Linked DNA regions of Danio rerio: region 2 is linked to region 1. A link is a contact called in public Micro-C data. All regions are on one chromosome and are shown on one strand. Each heading gives the region's core, a stretch centred on a gene start, on an enhancer-like site or on the middle of the called end of the contact. The rest is flanking DNA. Distances are from core to core; before and after follow the strand shown. Region 1 holds the start of prkcha (protein kinase C, eta, a). Region 2 overlaps syt14a (synaptotagmin XIVa).

Region 1 (4,172 bases), core at 1,443-3,942:
TATGCCGAGCTAGTGTTTCTTCCCATACTAATAAACTTCCGGTGAACTGTTAATGTGACTTTTTCCATTTTATACGGATCCTTTTACAGCATTGATATTGTAATATAATGTAATAAAAGTACAATCAGTTAAATACACTTTGGCATTCACTTAGTTGCTCAAGCGTAAAATGAGAAAAAAGCCATTTACTTGCACGTGCCTGTTAGGATCGACAGGGTAGCACAGAAGCTCCATTGTATATACTGGGGTAAAATAAATGATCATATTTTAAAGACATGGCGGGGAAAATGTAATTTAATGCAGTGCTTCTTGTATAATCTGAGACCCACTTTATATCAGATATAACGCAGCCAGTGGAGATCGCTGATTTTTAAAGAAAACAGACCTTAAACGCGCCGATTTTGCTATGACATCCAGTTCACTGGAAACGCTTAACCCAGATAAATGACAAATTAAAAGTCCTTTAGCATAGCATACCTCCGCATATACCCTATTGCAACCAACCATTTAAGTCCAAAAACTAATCCTAATGAGTACTGTGAACTTAAACTATATGAGTGAATCAAGTAATCTGAGCACTGTAAAACCCACCAAATGAAAAGAACACAAAACAACTGAGTACAAACTCGATAAGTTAAGGCAACTCAAACCATTTGAGCTAAAAAAACTGATCTCTATGAGTGCTTTGAACTTCCTCCATTTAAGTTAAAGTAATGAGGTATTTATTAACTTGTTACCTTCAACTGAGTTAAAACTCATTTCAAATGAGTAGAATTAACTTTCAAACTTAATTTTGAGTTAACTACACTCATTTCATTGGATTACATTGACTGCTGGGTTAACAGTGTATGTTTTCTCTATTATATTTATGGCAGATTAAAATTTAATTTTAAACTTCATCGAAACTTGAAATTTGATGCATGGTCATGGTGAATGTGACATTTTAAGCAGTAATAATGACAATTTTTTTCATCTAAAACCATTTTAAACTCATTAATATAATACATTAAAAACGTTTCTAAACTACCAATTTAATTTACGTTTTAATGTACAAAAAAAGTACATTTTTACATTTTTTTTACTTGCACTACAAGAGACCTTGCACACTTTTCAAACTTAATTCACAGCATGCAAATATTAGAATCAAAGATTGATAAAAGCATCAAAATCAGCTACAGTTGATGACGAAATATTACACTACTTACTTTTCCATATTTAGTGATTTAATGTGCTGACAGTTTATGATCCTAAACTTTTTATTTTGTTATTTTATTTTTGGAGATGTATGTGTGTACCTACTGTGTGAAAAAATAACATACAAGCAATTCCAGCGTAATGGATGTGACATTTGTAGTAAAAACTCAACTCATAAATTCACAGAGAGCGTAAATGTTAACATTATATTGAAACATGTTTATATTTTCCAAAACAACAAAACACAATTCATGGGATCAGTAAAATATCAATCTGCAAACATTTTTATATTGGAAATGAGGAAAATAAACATGCGTTGTGGATGTGACCAAAAAGTATGCAAGTTTACAGTGTTCAAAATACTTTGCAGAAATTCTGTGAATTAAACTCCACAACCCAACTGAAACAACGTGAATCAACAGGATAGAAGTGGATAAGAGTGGGAACTCTATAAAACCAAAAATAGTGATTCTATTTTACTTGACATTTTTGCATTTATGAGGAAAAAGCTTGGTTATGGATGTGACGTCTCTCCGCTGCGTATGTGACTTTGGTAAATTAAATATAATTGTTTGAAAACACTGACAGAGACATTTTTGAGTATTTTTACAGTATAAGCCTACGGATACAACGTAGAAAGGTTTCACTATTTTGGTAATAAGTTATTTTTTTCATAGGAAGGTTGACATTTGTATGAAACTGCTCAAACTTTAAATATTTGTAAGATGTGTATATTTAGCATTAATAATTAAACTCTGCCACTTTTCTGCAAAACTCAAATCTGACGCCAATTGTATAACGTCTTCATGTGAACATTCTCACGAGTCTCCTATTCTGCATATGGGACAATAACTCTATTCATAGATGCTCACTCACGTCTGTCCCATCAAAACAAACATCATGTTTATTCTGCACTTGTCTAAATATTCAAAATGATGTCAACATTATGCACGTTATAAAATAGAAGAAACTCTTTATTCTTTGCTCACCCATCCTTCAAAAGACTCCTCTCTGCTGTTGGTCTTCATCAGATCGTCAAACTGGATAGTACAGTTGGCCACAAAGTCATCGTAACCGATCGGTGCGTCATGAAAAACGGCGAGCTCCACTTGCTTACCGTTGTTTACGTTAACGGAGAACTCCTCGTTATAAGTGGGCATGTTGGTTTTCAGCTTGGTGTGCGTCTGTCCGATCTTATACTCGTCCACTTTCACGACTATGTAGGGGTCTAGTGTTTGGGTCGCCTTGTTGAACATCACGGCGTGGCGCATGGAGGTGGTCGTGGGCTTCAGGTCCACCGCTTCACCGATACGCAACTTCAGATATCCGTTAAACTTCATGATGCCTTCTGAGCAAAATACACGTCTGAAAGACTTAAACGCTGGACGCTGTATTACTCACACGGGGACATGGGGAACCGTAAATGGGCAAACGCACGGCAGTTAGAAGCGTCTGCATCTGAAACGCGCTGCTGAAAACACCTGCTTTGCGGAAGAACTGAAGTGAGAGGGCAGAAAGGGGAAGTGAAGGAGTTTTTCTGTCGCCTGAACGCCTGAATGAACGCGTCTTCCTCGATAAATGCAGGAACAACAATGTTTCTCGCTCTGTCATTAAACCTTCCTGTTATATCCGTAATGTGAGATAACAGTAGATGGACTTTGCTGAGTACTTTTCTCGACTCTCCCACAGCCCGTCCAAGTGGACTTAAATTCAGACAGGGCACTTTTGATGGGTCAGTTTGAGATGGACCGATAGTAAAAAATGTCCAAATGCGTTTCTTTATAGAAACAAAGACAAGAGCGCACCATCTTTGATGTACCTGCTGCACGTGAAAATGGGTTGGAAAAACAAAACACACCTGATTTATTTTGAGTAGGGAAACAGCGTCATCTGTTGGCAGACATTTGAGTGCGCCTATTGTTTCGTTAATTTTATTAAATAAAATTAAAATTGATGAATGCAATTTTGCTAAGACAGTTTTGTAAATTAAGTATGCATAAAATATGGGGTTAAAAAATTATATATATATATATATATATATACACACACAGTTGAAGTCAGAATTATTAGCCCCCCTGAATTTTTAGACCGCTTAATTGCCCCCCCCCCCCCCCCCCCAATTTCTGTTTAACGGAGAGCAAATTTTTTGAACACATTTCTAAACATAATAGTTTTAATAACTCATCTCTAATAACGAATTTATTTTATCTTTGCCATGATGACTGTAAATAATATTTTACTAGATATTTTTGCCATGATGACAGTAAATAATATTTTACTAGATATTTTTCAAGACACTTCTATACAGCTTAAAGTGACATTTAAAGGCTTAACTGGGTTAATTAAGTTACCTAGGCAGGTAAGGGTAAATAGGCAAGTTATTGTATAAAAGTGGTTTGTTCTGTAGATTATCGACAAAAAATATAGGTTAAAGGGGCTAATATTTTTGCCCCTAAAATTGTTTAAAAAATTAAAAACTGCTTTTATTATAGCCGAAATAAAACAATTAAGACTTTCTCCAGAAGAAAAAATATTATCAGACATACTGTGAAAATTTCCTTGCTCTGTTAAACATCATTTAGAAAATATTTTAAAAAGAAGAAAAAAATTTGAAGGGGGCTAATAATTCTGACTTTAACTATATATATATATATATATATATATATATATATATATATATATATATATATATATATATATATATATATATATATATACTGTATAGGACTGTTTAAATTATATCTAATACTAATAGTATATACGTCGTTGATAAAAAAAAATGCCATTTATATAACAATTAAAATTAGGCAAAAACAATAAAACAAATAGGCCTACACAAATGTATACGATGTTCTTTATAAGTAGTACATTAAAGGCGATTTTCTCACTGCTTGAAAAACACCCGTAATACGTGTATACGGAAAAAATCTGTTAAAATATACAGTCATTTTACTGTTATTTTACAGATTTTTTTTTTA
Region 2 (4,230 bases), core at 1,397-3,896, 150 kb before region 1:
ACAGCAGCCATGGGCTTAAATTATAAACAATCAAAAACAGGAACTCATTTAATGGCCATTTTTATTAGATGAAATTTCTGTTCTAGAAGAGTGTCCCTGAAAGCGTTTAAAAAGCATTTTGAGAATATTTTGATTACGTTTGTTGTTTATGTATATGTAATTTATTCATGTAATAGTAACAATTCAGCAGCCAAAACTCTAGTCTTCATTGCAGCATGATATTTCAGAAATCATTATCATGTGTTTTGTTTGGTGAAAACATTTGTGCAGCTTAACATTTTATAATTTATTTGATCACTTTAGATCTAATGTTCCCTCACTAAATACAATAATTCCTTACCTTCAAAGACAAAAAAAAAATCTTACTGATCCTAAAAGCTTAAACAATATTGGTCTTCCATGGCACCTAGACAAAGCAAATCAGTTGAAGAGACAGTTCACCCAAAAGCAAAAATTCTGTGATCATTTCGTCCCCCTTCACTTGTCACAAACACATTTGAGATTCAGTGTTTTCTTTAACACAAAAGAGGTTTGCCTGTTCGCCTCACAGCAAGAAGGTCGCGGGTTCGAGCCTCGGCTGGGTCAGTTGGCATTTCTGTGTGGAGTTTGTATGTTACTACCGTGTTTGCATGGGTTTCCTCCGGTTGCTCCAGTTTCCCCCGCAAGTCCAAAGAGATGTGGTACAGGTGAATTGGGTAAGCAATTGAGTGTGTGTGTGTGTGTGTGTGTGTGTGTGTGTGTGTGTGTGTGTGTGTGTGTGTGTGTGTGTGTGTGTGTGTGTGTGTGTGTGTGTGTGTGTGCGCGTGCAAATGAATGAATGAATGAACGAATGAATGAATGAATGAAAAATAATTTTGAAACCAGTAACCACTGACTTCCATAGTATTTGTTTTCTCTATGGAAGTCAATAAGTACCAATTTCTAATATTCTTTAATATAATTTATTTTCTGTTCAACAGAAAAAGTATAGATTTGGAAACACTTGACTTGAGGGTGAGAAAATTGTCTTTTTTTTTTTTATATCATTTTTGCGTTAACTATCCCTATAAAGGACACTTATGGTAAAAATCATCTGGAAGCTGTTTGGACAGACCTGTGTGTATGTAGTGTATCCACTGTCATTTTGGAATGATATAAACACAAGAAGTCTCTTTTTAAAAATATCCTGATGTTAAAATAGGACCCAAATCCCACAGATTTTGAGGCCCACCGCAACATTATGTAGGAGTGTGGTTTTCCCCGCTCACCGAATTGATTGACATATCGTCATATTTCTGTAATAACATATATACAGGTCCACAGAACATTTTTTGAAAATAAACTCTGTGACTTTTCTGATTTTTCTAAGTTTAAACGTTTTTAAAACAGCATGTTTGTAATAAAGAAAGTAAAATCGCTATTTAATTCTTAACAGCTATAATCACCACCACATGGTGTCAGTAAATCACAGCTTCATCAGAGTCTTTCTCTATCACTGACGGCTGTTTATCTGACACAATGTATAATGAAAAGCAGACATGCAGGGGGGAATTGTTTGCGGGGAGAAGCTGCTCATTTGCATTTAAAGCCATAGGCTACAAAAACAGCTTTAATGTATTCAAAAGCCAAAAATGGGCAGATACTAGCATCTATAATGAAAAATCTGATGGGTATTTTCAGCTGAAAGTTTACAGACACGTTCTGGACACACCAAAGGCTTATCTTGAAAAATGGCCAACTAAATGCATGTATTTTCCCAGAGATAGGTTGCGGCTGAAAGGGCATCCGCTGTGTAAAAAAACTTGCTGGATAAATTGGCGGTTCATTCCGCTGTGGCGACCCCAGATTAATAAAGGGACTAAGCCGACAAGAAAATGAATGAATGAATGAATAAATGCATTTTTTTATCATTACACTAGATGGCGCTGCTTAACAACAAATGGTGAGATAAGACATGCCTGTTTTTCACTGGAATTCTGGCATGACTCAGAACTTTTTTCATAGAAAAGTCAGTAACAGACCCAGAAGAAAAATCTGAATGAAAGCTGTTTTTAATAAAAATGACTGTGGGCTGTTTTTTTCTCTGGCAGCGGTGAGTTTTACAGAGAGTAAAAGGGTTCAGATCATGCATATATCACATGTCAAGTGAATCTGGATGGTTTTGGAAGAATAAATTTTTACATAAAGAGCCAGAACACATTGTTTGTTTGTTTTTCTTCTTCTACTTTTTCCACACAAACACTCACAGAGCTGCAGTATGAGGCAAGATGAAAGAAGAAAGAAAAAAAACCTTTCTTAGAAAAGGACACAATTCTGTTATTCTGCTTTTGAGAGAAAGATGATGATCTCTGCTTTTAAACTGCTACATAAATGGCTCTGTGATGACTGTCAATAATCATGGGTAATGAACAGGATTAGGGTTATTTTCTCTACTTCCAATTGTCCCTCAATTGCCATTATTGCATTCCGAGCCAAAATCCCTGCTGGAATTATCTGGAAAACAGAGCAGGAAGATTACGACGGGCTATAAAGAGAATGAAAATGTGTCAAAGGGAAGTGCTGTCAGAAAGAAAAAAAGCAGGAAGCGGGTGGAAAATCTCTCTCTGATTTCAGCCTCTGCTTCTGTGAACTACTGCACACAGAGACACATAGAGCCGCATGCTTTTCTCATGAGCTGTTTTCCTGGAGGCAGGAGAGCCTGTAGCCTCAGGCCATCTGTATAATACATGAGCTGCTAAAACACACACACATTTACATTTACGCTCACATTCACATTGCACAAACACACATACACACATTCCTTCACTCATACATAACAAATGAGCTGAGCGTTTGCTGTTGGAACCAAAGAGGTTTATAACACCTTACTGATGCTTTAGTATTGCTATTCATTGCGTGTTGTTTGGACGGTTTATGAGCCCTAAAAAATCAAGTTCAGGGTCACGCTATTGATCACTCTTCTTGGCAATTCCAACTGTTGTAGTTCTGGCATCAATACTGGCATTCAGATCAAATTGAAACACAAGATATACAGTAGGGCAGAGCCTCTCATTCACAGACATTTTTGCTCATTGCCGGAGGTTGAAAATGCTGCAGTGTTGATGATCAAAGACGTCATTCAACGTGAAATGAAAACAAGAGTGCTTCTCTATCGCCTTAATCGCAGCAATGCTTCTTTCATCCAGCCTCATTAAAAGTAAACTCTGATTCTGAGTTTGCGCCTGCTGTATCCTGGTGCATATCCATTTTAGTATAGTCAAATTTTAAAAACACAATTCATTTATGATTTAGAAAATATACATATTTCAGGTTATGAATTAAAGTAATAATCAATATACAGTAGTAATTGTCATAAATATCATCATCTATTCAACCTTTTTCCAATATCAAAACTATACAGTTGAAGTTAGAATTATTTACCCCTTTTGATTTTTGTTTCTTTTTTAAATATTTCCCAAATAATGTTTAACAGAGCAAGGAAATTTTCACAGTATGTCTGATAATATTTTTTTCTCCTGGAGAAAGTCTTATTTGTTTTATTTTAGGTAGAATATAAGCAGTTTTAAATTTTTTAAAAAACCATTTTAAGGTCAAAATTATTAGCCCCTTTAAGCTTTATTTTTTTTCCTACAGAACAAACCATCCTTATACAATAACTTGCCTAATTAACCTAACCTTAATATTTAACCTAGTTAAGCCTTTAAATATCACTTTAAGCTGTAACGAAGTGTCTTGAAAAATATATCAAAGATTATTTACTGTAATCATGGCAAATATAAAACAGGTCAGTTATTACAAATTAGTTATTAAAACTATTATGTTTAGAAATCTGTTGAAAAAAATCTTCTCTCCGTTAAACAGAAATTGGGGAAAAAATAATCAGGGGGGCTAATAATTCTGACTTCAAGTGTATTTGAAAATTTATTTTAAAAAATTCAAACAAAATTATTATTATTTTTGTATTATTAAATGTATTAAATATTTTTGTTAGGGACACTCATAAATTTATTTAATTTATTAAGCCCTGTATAAATCTAAAATTTAATTCATAATTGAATTAATTAATTGTCTTAATTTTTCAGTTTTAAATATATATATTATTCTTACCGGTAATTTAATTGCACAATTATTTATTATAATGTATTACAATTATTAATTTTGTCATCATTATTTAATGTAATAGAACAGGGTTTTTTTACTTCTAAAATTGTTCTGCTGAAAATGTAATTGGCAGTTGATTCCACAGTGGCA

The links. Hi-C and Micro-C count contacts between places; a contact is called where the count stands out from the background.
Region 2: a contact with region 1 is called in a Micro-C map of caudal fin, with 13 times the contacts expected there. The contact joins the enhancer-like site here to the promoter of prkcha in region 1. A contact is called at or near these places in 1 of 18 Hi-C or Micro-C datasets (caudal fin) and 1 of 4 datasets of contacts at active chromatin or transcription factors (caudal fin).

What each region holds. Positions count from the first base shown.
Region 1 is chr13:35,122,807-35,126,978 of GRCz12tu, reverse strand. prkcha (protein kinase C, eta, a) reads right to left here and starts at 2,692. Exons shown (of 14, transcript NM_001123056.1): 1 at 2,184-2,692. The coding sequence starts at 2,534.
Region 2 is chr13:35,268,902-35,273,131 of GRCz12tu, reverse strand. All of the region lies in intron 3 of syt14a (synaptotagmin XIVa), which reads left to right. Among named protein-coding and RNA genes, the nearest start is that of sertad4, 34 kb to the right of the region's middle. Within about 2 kb of position 2,646, at least 18 of the 62 cell types and tissues checked have an H3K27ac peak or open chromatin away from gene starts, as enhancers often do. A contact at or near this core is called in caudal fin, where this site is marked.